Linked DNA regions of Mus musculus: region 2 is linked to region 1. The links are chromatin contacts, called in public Hi-C maps. All regions are on one chromosome and are shown on one strand. The core of a region is the stretch at or near the end of the contact, and the rest is flanking DNA. Distances in the headings are between cores, read along the strand shown. Region 1 overlaps Gm6249 (predicted gene 6249). Region 2 overlaps Mgmt (O-6-methylguanine-DNA methyltransferase).

Region 1 (4,538 bases), core at 773-3,272:
CATTGTGAAATCATCCAGTGACAGGCATGTGGTATGCTTCCAGTTCTCCTGACCATGGCGAACGATGCTGGAATCAACCTGACTGGGTGCTTCACTGCCCCTTCTCCTCTAAGTCCACGTAAGCACCAAGGTGTGAAGAAAGTCACCATATACACAAGTGCAGAGATGGTGGGAAGGAGCAGCCATGTCACTGGACTCCTGTCCTAGGAGGTGTGGAGGTTCTAGGACTAGACTGTGGTAATGGTCACACAGCTCTGCAAATGCACCAATAAACAACTGGACTCCGTACTTCTGAAGAGTAATTTTGTGATGGATAAACTACACTTTAAGAAAACCACCTTTGATACCAAATGTAGCGATATATGACTACAATCCCAGTGTTTCGGAGGCTGGGGCAGGAGGATTACTGTGAGTTCAAGGCCAGCCTGGGGTATGACAATAAATGCCAGCCAATCAGGGCTACATAACAAGGCAAGAAATGAATGGAAGGAAAGAATGAGGGAAGGGAGGGAGGGAGGGAGAGAGGGAGGGAGGGAGGGAGGGAGGGAGGGAGGGAGGGAGGGAGGGAGGAGAAAAAGAAGTCCCTTATCAAAATGCAAAAGCAGCACTAGAAGCCTTACTCTACCCCAGTGGTTCTCAACCTATGCATGGAGGCAGTCCTTTGTGGATTTCATATCAAATACCCTGCATATAAGATTTTACAATTCACAATGGTAGCAAAATTACAGTTAAGAGGTAGCAACAAAATCATTTTATGATTGGGGTCACCATGGCATGAGGATTGGTATTAAAGGGTCACAGCATTGGGAAGGTTGAGAACCACTGCCCATACTGACAGGAGATATAAATGCCATATGTGGTGGGAAGGGAACTCCTATTGGAGAAGCAGGCCAGCTGGGAATCCACAGTCACTGGAGCCCAGCAACTCACAGCTCAGCAGACATGGTCTCTCTGGCTTTGAGAATCTAACATCACACTGTCCCCTCTGGCCCTCTGCCTTATGTGCACACAAACCCTGGCTACTCACAGAAGGCAATGCCTCTGTCTCCTTAGCAGTGTTTCAGGCTTGGCAAACATCCATCAGCTTGCACTTGGAGAGACAGTTCCTCACCTCCTCTTGGCCTTCACCTCCCCTAAGAAAATGGAAATGAGAAGGTAAGCATTGTGGGTAATAGTACGTAAGAATCTCAAAATGGCTACTAATTACAGCATTTGCAATTATTGCAAATTTTGATTTTCATAATAACTTTCCATGCTTGTGTTGACCAGAGGGAGATTTTTATTCCCAAATGTGTCCATGTCAAATTTGTCATTATTGTCTGGGAAAAAAAATCAAATGAAAAAGCTTTTCAAAATAGATCAAGTTTACTCACTGAAAATGAGAAATGAATATTTATTGTCAGATCTCTGTCTAGATTAAAACATTTTATTTAACACCAGTTGCAAGTGTAAATTATTCACGTGTTTACATTTCAGTGGCTCTTGCTCCCTAATGACGCTGTTTCTCCAGAGTGTGTCGGTAGTGTGATAATGAGCTGCCCCTTCAGCTCACAGAATTATTAAGCTAACTTCAACTTTCTTAAAAAAAAAAAAAAAAAAAAAAACAAAAAAAAAAAAAAAAAAAACACTAATGAAAAGAGTGGTCGCCAACAGTTTGCTCTGTCAGATTCAAGCAATACTCAGCTAACTACCTTCCCAAAGCCTAGTCCTCAAGAGCAGACTGGCCACAGCGCCCACCCCTCACCTTGCGATCTCTGCATGGTAACAAACACACTCTTGTGCTTGGTCAAATCATATTTGTCAAGAATCATTTTCCAAGAAGTGACAATTGAGGGAAGGGGGAAAGGAAGAGGAGAGGAAGATGGAGGAGGGGTAGGGTGGAGGGGAGTTGGAGGGCAGGGGTGGGTTGGAGTGGAGTGGAGTGGGAGAGCTGGATGGGAGCGGTGAGGTGGGGAGAGGAGGGGATACCCTCTCCTTCTCCAGCCAAGATGAGCTGAGTATTTTAATAGCATGATGTCACCACTCACTCTATTCTGCTTTCTCAGGTTACTGCTTAATGATGGGAGCTGTTATCAGTAATAGCAATAACCCCATCTGTTTCTGAAGCTTCAAGTCTCCGAAAACACTTGCACATGTGTAATCCCATTCAAGGAGTGTTGCCTTCCTGGAAGAGTTGAGTCATCTATGTATGCCTAGGAAAAAAAAATCAACTTATGCCTTTACTAAATCTTACAGCCTCCTAAAGACAACGTGTTTTCAACTAAACCAAACCGCGGTGTGGATCTTTTCCAGCTCTGGCAACAACGACACCTCAGCGTCCATATGTCTGAGCGTTCACACCTTCTCATATCCCTCGACTTAATAAGCTTCTATTTCCAAGGGAATGGTCGATAAGTTTTGTTTGTTTTGTTTTCTCCATGGCCAAGTGTAGCTGCTGGAGTCAAACAAGCCAAAGCAAGGCTTCCTTTCGTTCTGTAACAGACACTGTGGTCGGGAGTTAAAGCCTATGTCTGTCTTCCACATATCTAAAATCCAGGAGGAAAAACAAAACTCTTATGAAGTGAAAAGTAATGAAATGTGACACAGGGTGGGAATGACAGGAGGAATGCTAGGGAAGGTTCTGGAAGCCTGCTCTGGAGGAAAAGCAAGCATGCCTAGGAACGACTGGAAATTCTTCACTGACTGACAGTGTCCAGTAACTCCTAGGATGTGGCTTTCCAAGAAAGCAGAGAGGGAAGATGAGCTCATGACAGGCAGTCAAAAAGTGGCCCAAGATTCCCCGGGAGGCCTCGGCTCTGTGGGTCACATGTGTTAAACTAAACAAGTGGGGGGAGGGGATAAAGACAGGCAGGGAGATAGCTCAATTTGGAAATCCCTTGCTACACAAATATGAAGCTGTGAGTTCAGATTTCCAGTACCCACCACTCATGTGGAAGCTGGTGCCTCTAATCCTAGTACCCGGGACGCCAAGGGCATCCCTGAGGCTTGCTGGCCAGCCACACCCCCTGAATCAAGGAGCTTCAGGTTCAGTAAGAGATCTTGTCTGAAAAAAATAAGGTGGAGAGCAACTGAGGAAGGCACCTGGTGTCAATTTCCAGCCACCAAAAACACATTTGCATCACACCTGCACACACACACACACACACACACACAGAGAAAGAGAGAGAGAGAGATGCATATACAGACCAATTAATTAAAGTGTAACACACACTGAGCCAGAGTCCTATTCCAAAGCTGATCAAAAATCAAAAACATGAGAAAGAACAAAAGAACTTCCCTGCCTGAAGACTGCATTCGGCCTGTTTCCTCTGGTGATGGTCTGTGAGGTGTGAAAAAAAGGACTCTGGGTAAAGGATATCACGAAATGAAGTCAGTCTAAGCTGAAGGATATTGCAGGCAGGAACTGCAGTGGGAAGGAAAGGAAGAGCTGGTTACATGGGTCCTGTGACTAACAGGTCAGTGCCAGGGCCTGTGTGCCACCACGCAGGAGTCCAGAGGACCGGTTGGAGAGGACTCCAAAGATACCTACCTAGGTGCCCAGGAGATAAGTAACAGTGGGTCCTCTGGGGAGCTGCAGACTGGCTGGGAAAGACAGCAAGAGGATGACACTGGCCAGTCAGGCTCCTGGGTCAGTGTAGCAGCCCTGGGACACAGAGCACAGTTTAAAAAAACTCAGCAAGGCCTATGCCATCCATAAAGAAGTGACAACTGAAACCAAGAAACAGTTCTGACTCAGCAGACGGACCAGGCACAAAAAGAACCACAGAGAAGGCGCCACCAATCAAGCTTCTACCACCACAGCAACCGAACAGGGGGGTTGCAGAGCAGTGGCTATGAGTGTCCCATGTCTCCCTTCGGCTACATGGAGAACCATAGGCACTGATTTGAATAACATCTCATGTTTGGAGTCAGACTCCACAGCTCAGGGCAACCTGTTGTCATTTTCTCACTCATCAGCATGTCACCTTTCTTCTGACAGGACCAGGCAGGCATTTACTGTCATTCCTTTGGCTTACTATCAAATCAATTTGGCCAGTGGAACTCTATCCCAGGACACATCTTTAAGACCTACCAGATCCAGTTAAGCTTGAAAATTAAAACTGGCCCTGGGATATAGCAAACAAGGGGCCCTGAATCCCACCCTCAGCACTGCCCCAAATAGAAAAACAAGCCAAAAAAATAAAAAAAATTAAAAAGTGACCTTCTTGCATAGTCATTTTGCCTGAAATGCAGTGCCAAACAGCCCGCAGTAGTCACAGAGTCCCTTCCAATTCTGCTTTGTGCCCAGGGCCACTGCATTGGACCCAGTAGTCAGGCTGTTGCCTCTGGCTCCCTCGTCCGAATACGCTGGCATGCTAAAATTGAATTTATAAATTAGTCACAATAAGAGGCAAACAGCAGCAATTAATAATAAAAGGAGCAGCCATTGCGACACTCTCTTATAAGCTTTTCTTAACTGTATTAACACTTCACTTCTGGAATATCCCACTTAGCTGCTTCACACCACGGGTAGACCGTGAGTTACTGGTGTGATGGAA
Region 2 (4,538 bases), core at 1,192-3,691, 370 kb after region 1:
CTCGTATCTTCGCTAATCTTCAGTGAGAGAGACACAGCTGAGAACTTTCCCTGGTGTTCCTGTTGGCTCTGGTCATTCCTGCTGACTTGTGCCTGGATTAGACTGAGGCTTGGATGTTCCTGCCAGGCTGTGCCATCACTGCTGCCATCCCAACACAACTAAACTGGACTGCTGGTGTATCTGTGAAGTGTGTGCGAGTGGATCAAGCTGCCGCTGCTGACCTATGAACCCATCTGCTGATTTTCTGACGACGCAGATAGGAGTTGCTCCAAAGAACCTTTCCAAACAAGTTCACTGACCCCCATCATTTCTTTTCCACTACATCTGGTGGGTGGTGAGCTAGAAGGGAGTTTAAAGCATTTAAGAACCATCATTAAAAGTAGGCTTTGAAAAACTTAAAGTTACATTTCCTGACCAGCAAAGCCCGAATCCTGACTCTAGCTCCTGTCTCACTATAGAACTGGATAGGAAAGGGCAGGGTGCCGGGGACCCAGAGCAGGGATGGATCAGCCAGCCGTCATCCAGAGTGACTTGTGTTCTTAGTGTCACCCTGTGCACAGGCCAGGGAGGCTGGACAGACTTAACACAAAAGTGGAGTTAGGGCCTAAAGACGAAGATGTATTTGGTGCATTGCAAGCAGGCACAGGGTGGTGGGCTTAGGCGTAATAAGCCTAGCTCAGTGGTATCTTCCAGGCAGACAAGAGGGACTATATGAGCATAAATCAAGAGTCCCAGAGTCCTCCTGTGCAGAACCAGATCATAGAGGAATATCCTACACATGATTCGATTTCTGTATCCAGAAACAAATCAGCAAGGCTGAGTGCTGACAGAACTTTTTTTTACAAAAGCAAGTAGTGAGCCAGGTTTAGCCCATACAGGCTTGTGGGCCAGGGAAGCCTTGAGAATCCTGTGTAAGGATGAATGGGAACCAGAGTACGAGGTGCTAGGAATCCAGTGGCAGCTGCTGTACTGGCCGAAGAGAGTCTGGTGCAGGCTATCGGAGGGGCTGAGGGAGATGAGGAAAGGCAAAAGTCTTGGCATTTTCTGAAGGAAACCATGAAGTAACTTCTGTGCGGATGGAGGCAGCCAGGGCAGCTTTGGCCTGTGCAAGTGCTAAGGGGGGCTCTGCAGCTGACTTCAAAGCCTGTGGCCACTCCTTATCACCAGCCCTTCAGTATGGGAGGAAAGCAGCATCCAGTACTTACTCCAGGGGGGACACAGCTCCGTGATAAAGCTTAGTAGGTCAGGGAGTGAGCCTCCTAAGGACTGTGCACAAGACTGAACTATTTAAAACACAGAGGATTTACATCTGTGAAAGGGTTTCCCAGAAGATGGTCATGAATGTTTATATTTTATACCCACAGCCCTGAGCCAGCATTAACCAACTGCTGCTCAAGAATACAATAGGCAGAAATGCAGTCAATCCCTCATGACCATACTCTTGGGGTAGAGTCTATATTTCCAGAGATCTAAGCACTAGGGCTTGTACAAGCTGGGAGTCTGCTGCAGGTAAAATCTTAAACATCTAACCAGTATAAACAACAAATGGTGTGTCTGTGGCAATGGTTTGCAGTTGGAAGATCTTTTCACATAAGAATTCCTTGTTCTAGGGCAAGGGATGTAGCTCAGTACAGGGCTTGTCTCCATGTACAAAGTCTTGGCTTCCAGCCCCACATCACGTACACCTCGGAGTGGTAGTGTGTGCTTGTAATCCCAGCATTCAGGAGGCTGAGGCAAGACGTTCGGGTGTTCAAGATTATGTCCATCTATATAGTTCTTGAGGCCTGCCTGGAATGTATGAGACCCTATTTGAGAGAGGAATGGAGGGAGGGAGAGAGGGAGAGAGGGAGGGACAGAGGGACAGAGGGACAGAGGGAGGAAAAGACTGAAAAGTTGGATTGACCGCAAGAACAGGCAGGCATCCGTAAGAAGATGCATATGCTGGCGCGGAGGACCAAGGTACAGGGAAGCTAGAACACTGTACCAGAGTTCCTTTGGAGCCTGGCCTCAGCAGGATGGTCCCTCCTTTTCTATTCATCTCTGGTACCAGTGGCAAAGTCCTAATGCCAATCTAAGAACTCAGAAAGGCTACTCTAGGCTCCAGGGCTTGCGTGAAGGGGGCTTTCCTTAGCTTGCTGTCAGAACAGCTATAAATAAGTGTCTGGCTGTTTTGGCTAGAAAGCCTTGTGACCTCCCCCCTCCCCCGGGATACCCTGGAACTAGCTCAGGCTCATGGTCCACAGACCTGACCAGGCTGCTTGAGGTGTGACAGCATCCCAGAGGGCCACACTGACTTTTGAAAATGAGGAGACGGCATATAAAATAGGACTTTGCAAGCAGCATGGGGCAGGAACTGTGAAAGCGCCTACCCGGTTCAGCTGCTCTGCAGCGGGGTGTGCTCTGCAGCCAGCTCCCACCCCTTCACTCCTGCTTTGGAACATAAGCAGGCTATTCCCTCAGTGGAGTTGCTATTGGAAGGGCCAAGGGTGTAGCTGAACTGAACTTGAGTCCCTGGAAGGAAGACAGGTCCTGGGAGAGTGGCCAGCGCCAAGACCAAAGAGAGGGTGGGCATGCAGCTGAGCCCTGTTGGAAGTGTGATCTCATCCCAGGTTGAAGTCCTGACTTTTCCTTCCAGTGACAATACTTCTTGAAAAGGCACAAATGTTTTCTGCTTCTTGTAATCCACTTCTTGCAAATATCAGTGCTCTGGAAGAAAGATTTATTTTAATAATGTGAGTTTTAGGGTTTTTTTTTCCTCTGTGATTAATGTTGTTTTATTACTCTATATTCTTTGCCAGAAAGTGCATTTTAAGAGTTTCAATTCAAAATTAAATATGACCTCAGTGTTTTAAAATACAATTACATTAACTGTCCATTTAATAGTTGCTTAAGATTGTTTGGCCACTAATGCATACTCAGTATGCTTGTGTGATATTAAATACAGTATTTTTGACTCCACTGAGCAGCTAACATGACTAGCTAACATATCCCAGCTGCAGCTGTTTGCGGGAGATACGAGGGCTTTCTCAGAAGTGAGCAACGGAGTGTTGTCCAGTGGAAAAGTGTGCCCTTATGTATCACACGCTGGGCTTCTCTGTGAAAACGCCACGGTGTTTGATAATAGGGAACTATCTATTATTTATTTAGAACTGTACAAACCAATTTACAAGTCAGGTAATTTGGTGGCAGGATTATTTATTAATGAGTCCAGTACATGAGTTAATGGGGCTAAACCCTTCGGAGGTCAATCCTCATCTAACGCCTCTTGGAAAATAAAAGAGGTCTCGTCTTCAGCATATTAGTTACTATTTTAAATTTTAAGTCAGATGCTCCACTATTAGAATGAACATTTTTTTCTCTGAGCAGCATGACGGCAGAGAGTCAGCCTCTCAGCTACATGGTACTCCAGTCCATAGACTGAACTGGGGTGATGTGCTTTAGCCGTGGTAACATCAAATGCATTCCTCTGTGTTGTGGGCTCAGGAGAAGAAGCCTGTTCCTTAACAAAGGTGACAGGTGCCTCTACCTGCTTGGGAGAGAAAGAGATGCCACAAAGAGACCTGGCTTCCTGGCCCTCCTGCCTTCTGGGGCTAGAGTGGGTCCTGTCACCGTGTTCAGGTGCTTTGCCTCTAGGGATCTCCACCCATTTTCCCTACATCCCACACTCCCATAAGGAGTGGGATGATGTGCCGTTGTGTGCCAACAGTGGGCTGCTACTTCATGGTCCTAACATTCTCCTCTGACCTAGAGAAGTTGATACCTTCAGAGCAAGGCTGCTGTGTGCCGTAGGCAGTGGCATGGTTATCCCCAGTAGGATTTCTTCAGTCTTCCTCTGGTAATGATTCAGTGGATTCCTTTTGCCAAATTGAGAATCATGATGAAAAACTGAGGATGTGGCAACATGGCCTCCCCTGTGACCTTTGTACCCAATGGGATTCAACACTTTCTGTACTAACAGGAGGATAAGGCTCAAGGCTTTGCTCATAGCTGTTGACTTTTGGTTTGTTTGTTTGTTTGTTTTCTACATTGGGCAGTCAGTGGGGATGTTCAGACATAAAGGAAATCCCCTTCATCTTATGACTTCAAATCTGTACCATTGCCAGGCTTTAGTTGTAGAGTCCCTTGAAGCAAATGAAATTGGATATAAGGCCTATTCCCAGGCCTTAGCAAACCCCATTATTCTGCAGCCTGCAAGCAAGTCTGAGAAGGCTGAGAGATGTAACTTCTAATGTCTAGGAAATCTCTGGTTATTCTCATTACAGAGTGGCTCTCAAGCAAATTTTTCACTGGAGAAATGGAGTCTGAAAACAAGTGCTTTGGGTGCACGTGGTAGGATAGGTCTCCTTAACAACTTTGCACCTGCATAAGACACTTGTTCATCAGACAAATGTTGTGAGTCAAGTATATGCTAGAAGAAAATCAACAGGGCTGGGTCTGCTCTCCGAAAATAGTCTTGGTGGAGTGTTCATGGCTTGGCTTCTTTATAAAGCCCCGCTCTAATTCGCCATCTTGTTATGCCTTGTAAACAGGGTTATGGT

Evidence for each region. Hi-C and Micro-C count contacts between places; a contact is called where the count stands out from the background.
Region 2: a contact with region 1 is called in a Hi-C map of uterus, with 2.1 times the contacts expected there. The contact joins two enhancer-like sites. A contact is called at or near these places in 1 of 484 Hi-C or Micro-C datasets (uterus) and 1 of 115 datasets of contacts at active chromatin or transcription factors (fibro-adipogenic progenitors).

Annotation. Positions count from the first base shown.
Region 1 is chr7:136,705,444-136,709,981 of GRCm38.p6, forward strand. It overlaps Gm6249 (predicted gene 6249), which reads right to left. Exons shown (of 6, transcript NR_046021.1): 2 at 3,530-3,643; 3 at 2,923-3,403; 4 at 1,028-1,133. Among named protein-coding and RNA genes, the nearest start is that of Gm6249, 2.9 kb to the right of the region's middle. Within about 2 kb of position 2,023, at least 8 of the 459 cell types and tissues checked have an H3K27ac peak or open chromatin away from gene starts, as enhancers often do. A contact at or near this core is called in uterus, where this site is marked.
Region 2 is chr7:137,071,605-137,076,142 of GRCm38.p6, forward strand. All of the region lies in intron 2 of Mgmt (O-6-methylguanine-DNA methyltransferase), which reads left to right. Among named protein-coding and RNA genes, the nearest start is that of Gm39108, 23 kb to the right of the region's middle. Within about 2 kb of position 2,442, at least 19 of the 459 cell types and tissues checked have an H3K27ac peak or open chromatin away from gene starts, as enhancers often do. A contact at or near this core is called in uterus, where this site is marked.